Linked DNA regions of Mus musculus: region 1 is linked to region 2. Evidence: chromatin contacts called from public Micro-C data. All regions are on one chromosome and are shown on one strand. The core of a region is the stretch at or near the end of the contact, and the rest is flanking DNA. Distances in the headings are between cores, read along the strand shown.

Region 1 (3,761 bases), core at 657-3,156, 630 kb before region 2:
AATATATGATTTTCCATACGTGCACATTTAAAAGCATGGAGTTTCTAGTCCATCTTTCTTACGACATGCTTATTTATATAAAATAAAAACTTAATATATTTTAAGAAATTAAACTAATGATTAATAAGAACATTTCAGCTTTCTGACTAATGTCCTACGTTACAGAATCCACACCAATATTCATAATCCAGCCCAACTACGTATATGTACACGACTGCCTGCCTTCTGCTGCAGCAAAGCTGGATTCTGCATGTGTATGGCATTATTTATGCACTTAGATGCAGTGTATTGTAACGATTCATATCTATTATAGATTTAGTAAGACACGAAGGCATAAGTGGATTTAATCAGACATGTAATTATTTTTATGCCTCCAACTCAAAAATATGCGTAAATAAATTTATGGTTATTTGGCAATCAGTGAGAATGGTCTTTATAAATGTTGAAACAGCTGCTGGCAAACATATTTGCAAAAGAAAGAGGATGGTTCTTATCTTCCAACCAGCAAGCGATAAAGGGATGAGTTAGCTGGGAATGCACTGTCCTAGCTGTTAAATATTTGTTTCATCATCTTCAATATTACACAAACATGCATTCAACATAAGGAAACCTGGCATTTCTTTCCCTTTGTGGGAAAGGAGCTCATTTTCTCAGAGGAGCACATTTTCTCAGAGGAGAACCTTGGAGCACACCTATACGTTACAATGCTCTTATTTTCTAGTTCTGAGTAGCTGCTGTCATGCTGTTTGACTTCCACATTCCCGTTTATTCTGTCATTGGTGGTATCGTTCCGGATCTTGAGATGGAACATTCTCATTTGAAATAATGGGCTACGATGGCGTGCGCACTTCTGTCAAATATGTTGATTCTGGCGTCTGTTAGGGTTGCTGCTCTGACTTTCACAGTGGCTTTAAGACATTTGTAAAACTTTGCCGGGAAGGATAGTAACTGGCAATCTTCGAGTTAGCTGGTTATGATTACTTCTCTGTGTTGAAACATCTAATAAATTATGCATCTAAAAATGTAGATCTTGGACAAATACTCTGAGAAAAATCTAATTTTCTTGAAATATATCTTTTTTCATTCTCTCAAGTTTTCAGCTGAAATTTTGTGCTTTGGACTGTTGAGAAATTAATAGCATCGGCATCTGGTATCTTCTCTCTAACCTTCAGCAGAGAAAAAGCTTCTCAGAGCTCTCCTAATGTGTCAATTAGGACCTAGGCAGATTACTTCACGAGGAATTATGTATTTCATTTGTCTAGTATCAGGTATAAAAGAGTATAATATATTAAAGTAGGACACAACCAGGCACACTCGCGCGCTCAGGACTGGGATAGGCCATGTAAATAAAGCTGTCGCCCTGGCTTCCCAAGGTGAAGACTGTATCAGCCTGCGTTCTATGCTTATGATCATTTCCAATACTATCCGGTTGGGGTTAGTTAGCAGCCTTAGATGTCACGGTCACCCGACTTTTGTAAAATCATGGGGTTTCCTTTCATTCACGTATGTTGTTTCAGTGATCAGTAGTATTTCCAATAAATCATACACTAGCCAGTTGAAAGAGCTTCTGCCTGGTATGGGGGGGAAAAACCCTGCAAACGCGGCTAACTGATGCTTCGCCCGCTGCCCAGCTCGGCCGTGAGAGAAGCCGGGATCCTTGGAAAACCGCAGAGCGCCCTCTGTTGATGAAAAAGGCAACGCGCAGCGCGGGAGCGGACCCCAACCCTGTGGATCTGAAGCCACAACGCCGCGGTCGAAGAGTCCCATTTCTGACGTGGGAGAAAAAAATCCCGTTTAAAACTATAAGAATATTGATTTTTCTGGACACAGAAAGCACATATGACTGCAAGCTCCAAGAGAATGGTAGCATGGTAAGTATTTAAGTAGATACACGCACAAACATGCTCGTCTTTCAGTCTCTACTTGCCTAAAGCATTGGGTAAGGAGGCTTCTTTTCCTTCGATGGACACTCTACACGGGTTTGTTTCTATTCGTATTATTTGGGAACTGCCAGAAAACATGGCGTGAGCAATGATGCTAAATAGGTAGAGTCTACATTTCTTTTTCTTTCTTTCTTTTTTTTTTTAATGAAAGACTATAACTAAACCTCCTTTGAAAACACACACACACACACACACACACACACACACACACACACACAGCTACATCCCTTGACCTCCAAGAAGGAAAGACCAGAAAACAAAACCGCCACAACTGTTGACTTTTGCTGACTTTGGCTTAGTTTGTGTTTTATCACTTTCCAACTAAGTTCCAGCAAGCCTTTATAAAATAGTATACTGGGGTACAAAATTTTATTCGTGTGTGTGTGTGTGTGTGTGTGTGTGCGCGCGCGCACACGAAATTTAAAAGCAGTAATTCTATGATAAGAACTCTTCCGTTCTGTATTTCCATTTACTTCCTATTGGGTTGGGGAAGAAAATTAGTCTCACAGAAGTAACATCTTTACATTTTAAGGTCACTGCATATGCTAATTAGTTTTAAAAGCATAGTTGTTTTAGGATACCTTGTTCTGCCCAGCTTTTAGGTAGCAATTGAAAACGTTGCGTTCTTGACTTCCAGTTGTTGGGTGTTACAAACGTTTCTGAAAGACTGTATTCGGGAACTTGTTCAGACATACTGATGGCACAGGTGCTTATTAACCTAAAGCTGAGTATTTACAGCCACAGAATTAACTTGAGTTTGTGATTTGATTGCAATCTTTAATTCCTTTGTCTTAAAAGAAGACTTCTCTTTCTTGTAAGTTTCCTTTTCAAATTCAAAAAAGGAATCCAGAGACAAAATATTAGGCCTTGCTAAGAGAGTCACCAAGAAGGAAGGGAGGAGGGATGTGGAGAACTCTCAGAGTCGTTGCCAGCAGCCACGAAACTCGCCCAGATAAATCGCTCGGCGCACATTTTGATTTTTCCTCACAAAGACAATAAGAGTTTTAAAATAATATGCCTTTAGATTTTTCCTGTATCTTCCATCTTCGGCTATTTGAAGTCCCTACATGAATTCGATCACGCTCAACAGGATTTGTTCACTCAAGATGGGGCACAGGTGCTGAGGAAGTAATTTATGACCAGAGCCAGAATCCTGAGCTGAAGCTAACAGTGGGTACAGCAGTGCCTGGGAGGCTGTTAACATGCAAATCCCCACGAAACAGATGAAAACTGACAGACTTGGTGTCGTTCGGAGATTTCAGCCCACCCCAGTATTCAGGGGAACTGCAAACAGAGGAGGGCGAGACACTGCCGGATCCCAGGCTGGCCAGAGCATGTGCCTGGGACACCCTCTGACTTTTCCCCATATTATATCAGCATTAGCCCTAGTACTTTGATATGGTAAGCTTTAGGCTTTTTTTTTTTAATCAATATACATTTTATTGGGAATAGGATTATGCCATTTCTTTTTCAGACAGTAAAATTACATGAAAATGGTGTATACCGGAAACAACCCTGATAAACATGTAACTTTCCCCCATTGCTTATGAGCAGCTGAAGATGAATCAGAGTCTCAACATTTTGAAGTGAAAATGAGAAAGATGATTTTCTTTTATTTCTGTTTTTTAATTGAGATTTGAAAAGTCAGCTACATTTACTCACAAATGGAAAATTTAGTTTAAAAAATCATAAATCAGCTAAACTCAATTTATATGATAAAAAGGTATTTAACAGTTTAATGCTTCCCCTTTCCCAAATAATTTTATCCTCACAAATTGCATTGTAAAATAATTTCATGCCACTGTACAATATTTTAAG
Region 2 (3,688 bases), core at 1,153-3,652:
CAATCCCCAGTAGTTATGGAACTCTAGCAAGAAAACAAGCAAATCAGAGAATTGCAACAAGAGAAAAAGAACTGTGAACATCCTTGGACTTGGATGAGCTCCCATCTGCCTTGTGCCTTGGAACTAATGATGAGCGTACTCAAGAGCAAACTGCTAATGGCTAGTGAAAAGATGACCCAGGTATACAAGAGCAACGCGCTAAAAAGGTGCAAGCACAAGTTGGTCAGATCATGGGGAGGCAGCAGCAATGAGGGAAGCCATTGAAGCTGACAACCATCTCAGGAAAGAGTGGCTCCTGAGAATCTTTATCTAGAAGCTGATAGAAACAGATGCACGGACCCACAGCCAACATCAGGTGGAGCTCGGGGAGTCTCGTGGAAGAGTGGAGGATAGAACTGAGTGAGCTGCAGGGGTCAAGAACACCACATAAAGACCTATAGAGTCAACTAACCTGGGCCAGGGTGAGGTCACTGAGACTGAACCACCAACCAAAGAGAATGCAGGGGTTGAACCTGCGGATGTACAGAGATGTGGACATTTCTGGTTTCTTTGCAGACTCAGTGAACAACAGAACTGGCTTTTCCTCTTCCGCACCTGTTGTTTAAGAATACTAGACAGTTGACATTCTTAATATAACAAGATAGGGATGGTCATCTCTAAGTAAATTTGAAATTCTTCTGGCTCATGGAATTCCTTTGTTTTTATTTAAGAAATTGTAGTATCTAAAAAATAAGTGCAAATTCTAAAAACAAAGTTCATTTGGTCTTCATAACCAGTAGGATTTTATTTACAACCTGGGGCTCAGAAAAGGGCAGTGGAAGCATGCCTCCACAGACAATTAAAATAAAAGGATAAAATATTGTGAAATACACGTTAACACCATGTATTGACTACACATTAAAATTAGTTATCTTCAGGTCTGGAGTGAAGCTGGCCCAAGAGAGAACCCTGGTGTGGTAAGGAAGTAGAGCTGTAAGGTGACTCTCCCCAAGCCTTTGGAATGCTTGAGTGTATGTTCCAAGCCCCAGGTGGCAGACATGGAGTTGTAGGATTTCCTGTTTTCCTTGCTGGATTTTGGTTTTGCTTTGATATCATTTCACATTATGCTCTGATTCTTCCATTTGGAATAAGAACGTTTACTCTGCACCATTATATGCTAGCAGGTGTGTCATGTTTACAGCTTTATATGAGCTCACAGCTAAGACACTGGACTTCTTTTTTTTTTTAAGATTTATTTATTTTATATATGTGAGTACACTGTCGCTGTCTCCAGACACACCAGAAGACAGCATTGGATTCCATTACAGGTGGTTGTGACCTACCATGTGGCTGCTGGGAATTGAACTCAGGACCTCTGGAAGAACAGTCAGTGCTATTAACAACTGAGCCATCTCTCCAGCCTGACACTGGACTTTTGAAGCATTGTAATTCTCAAAAAGTATGGAGACCTTTGAAATTGGATGGGATACATGTTATATTATAACACCTTCATGAGCCTATGCAGACAATGGATGGAAAGTTATGGCTTAAAAGGTGATGTTTTGGGATGTCAAGTTGTCAGTTTGACAGATGTTATCAGGGAGAAGCATTCTGGGCATGCCTGTGGGAGGTTGCTTTATTGCTTTAACCGAGGTGGGAAGATACAGCTGCTGTAAATGTCACGGTTCTCTGCCTGGGAGCCTGGACCACATAACTGGAGGAGAGCTGAGCAGCAGCCGGCATGCCTTCGTCTGTCCACCCTGTCTCCTGACATACACTGGATGACTGGCAGCTCAAGTTCCTACTGCTTCCACTCCCCATGGTGAGCCAGATAAGCCCTTCCTCTCTTAAGCTGCTTCTGCCAGAGGATTTTATCCCAAGCTGTGATGCAATAGTATAGTGTTTCACTTCTGCAAGGCAAAAACATTTTGGAGGTTATTCCTTTGACAATAGGGTTTATACATGGCCTTTGTACACTGCATGCTTTGAATGACGGTGAAGATGATAAATCTTGTTATGCCTTTACCTACTGTAAAGACGGTAGTTAGAAAATGGTATATGAACAGCTGCTTACCTCCTCATCCCCTCTGCATGAGGGCATCAACAGCATCTGCATGGTCCTCACACACCAAGTCTAAAGATGTCCGAGGTGTCAAAATGCTTCATCTGACACAAGATGACAAATCTGACCTTCCCGACCTACTGTTCTCTCCACTCACATAGTTTCGATGAAGTCCGTCAGTCTCATCCCAAAAGCCAAACAAACATCTCGGTGTTACCCCAGTAACTCCTGCTCCCCGCTTTGCATCATTCAACAAGTCCACTTGTAAAATGTCTCTTGTCTCCCTCTGTGTGACCACCATCTTGTTCACAATTTGCCCCTCCGTGTTCTGCCTCACAACTGACCGTCTGCCACCAGTTTCCTGTTATGTGTTTGCACTTCCCTATTTCATTCAAAAACCCCAGCCAGAGAGGTATAAATTACACGACTGATCACTCCTCTATTTACTTTTTTAAACTCCTCCCAAATCTTGCCTAGGTAATTGCAAATGTGGCCAGCCTGCCTACTTACACATACCTTTCTGTTCTGCAGGCTGAAGAGAAGACTGGATTAAACCTGCCTCTATATCTGGCATCCCAGGCACACGCTCCGCAACTCCTTGGCTCAGCTGCTGCTGGCCCTCTGCGTTTTATAGGTCAGAGGTCTTCCACAAGCAAGCAGTGCTTGCCTCTCTGTAGAAATTCCCATTGCATCAGCCAGTGTTTTCTTCTTTCTTCTTTCTTTTTTTATTTTATGTATGTGAGTACACTGTAGCTGTCATCAGACACAACAGAAGAGGGCATTGGATCCCATTGTAGGTGGTTGTGAGCCACCATGTGGTTGCTGGAAAATGAACTCAGGACCTCTGGAAGAACAGTCAGTACTCTTAATCACTGAGCCATCTCTTCAGCCCTGCCAGTGTTTTCTTATTTGCCTGCCTTTGCCAGAAGATGCTGAGCCCCAAGATGAGCAGACTAGGTTCAGGTGTTTTGTTTGTGCTACAAAGATTCATTGGTCCAACATCCAGTGTAAAGCACCAAGTTAGATCTTCCCGTTTTAGACAGGTATGGAGTGATGTTTGTTGAGCTGGATTTAAGATCTTGGCAGTTTAATTAGCGTTCACTAACCGAAAAATACCTGCAGAATACGAGGTAGAAGTTTGAAATCCCATAAGAAGAGGAAGAAATGACCCACAGCCCTGCAGATGAAAAGCCTTGGAGAAAGAGAGTCAGGAGTCCAAGAGTTTGCTTCTGAGTCTGTGAGAATTCAGACAGTAGGTTTGTATTTTGGTTTAGAAAAACTTTTTTCTTACTTGTCTGGGTGGGAAATGTAAAGTATTGTAATGCCACTTGAGAAGTGTCTGGGTGTCTACCCTGGAAGTGGGCTCGAGCCAGTCCACAGTATGGCCAGGGAAATTGTTCCCCCTTCCTAACCAGTCTACTGCACCTCTCAGTAAAACAGGGATGAGCAAGGTTGCTTGACACGAGAGTTGTTCTGTTGACTGACATCTATGAAATCTCAGTCCGGATACCATCAAAACTCCCCGATTCATAATGAAGTCCCTGGAATCAACTTCCTTATTTACTTCTGAGACACTGTCATCTCCTACTGTTCATGAAACCAGTCTTGGAAGCACTGAGGGGCACCAAGCATTCCAGAATGAGTCAA

What was found. A called contact is a pair of places that touch in the nucleus more often than the background predicts.
Region 1: a Micro-C map of the AtT-20 cell line shows a contact between it and region 2, with 3 times the contacts expected there. The contact joins two enhancer-like sites. A contact is called at or near these places in 1 of 39 promoter capture datasets (the 3T3-L1 cell line), 3 of 15 datasets of contacts at CTCF or cohesin (hippocampal excitatory neurons, large pre-B cells and pro-B cells), 89 of 484 Hi-C or Micro-C datasets (the 3T3-L1 cell line, 3T3-L1-derived adipocytes, the AML12 cell line and 57 more) and 6 of 115 datasets of contacts at active chromatin or transcription factors (astrocytes, embryonic basal ganglia, embryonic forebrain and 3 more).

Annotation. Positions count from the first base shown.
Region 1 is chr12:118,455,861-118,459,621 of GRCm38.p6, reverse strand. No RefSeq gene overlaps it. Among named protein-coding and RNA genes, the nearest start is that of Gm25577, 47 kb to the left of the region's middle. Within about 2 kb of position 1,906, at least 12 of the 459 cell types and tissues checked have an H3K27ac peak or open chromatin away from gene starts, as enhancers often do. A contact at or near this core is called in the AtT-20 cell line, where this site is marked.
Region 2 is chr12:117,830,490-117,834,177 of GRCm38.p6, reverse strand. No RefSeq gene overlaps it. Among named protein-coding and RNA genes, the nearest start is that of Cdca7l, 12 kb to the left of the region's middle. Within about 2 kb of position 2,402, at least 36 of the 459 cell types and tissues checked have an H3K27ac peak or open chromatin away from gene starts, as enhancers often do. A contact at or near this core is called in the AtT-20 cell line, where this site is marked.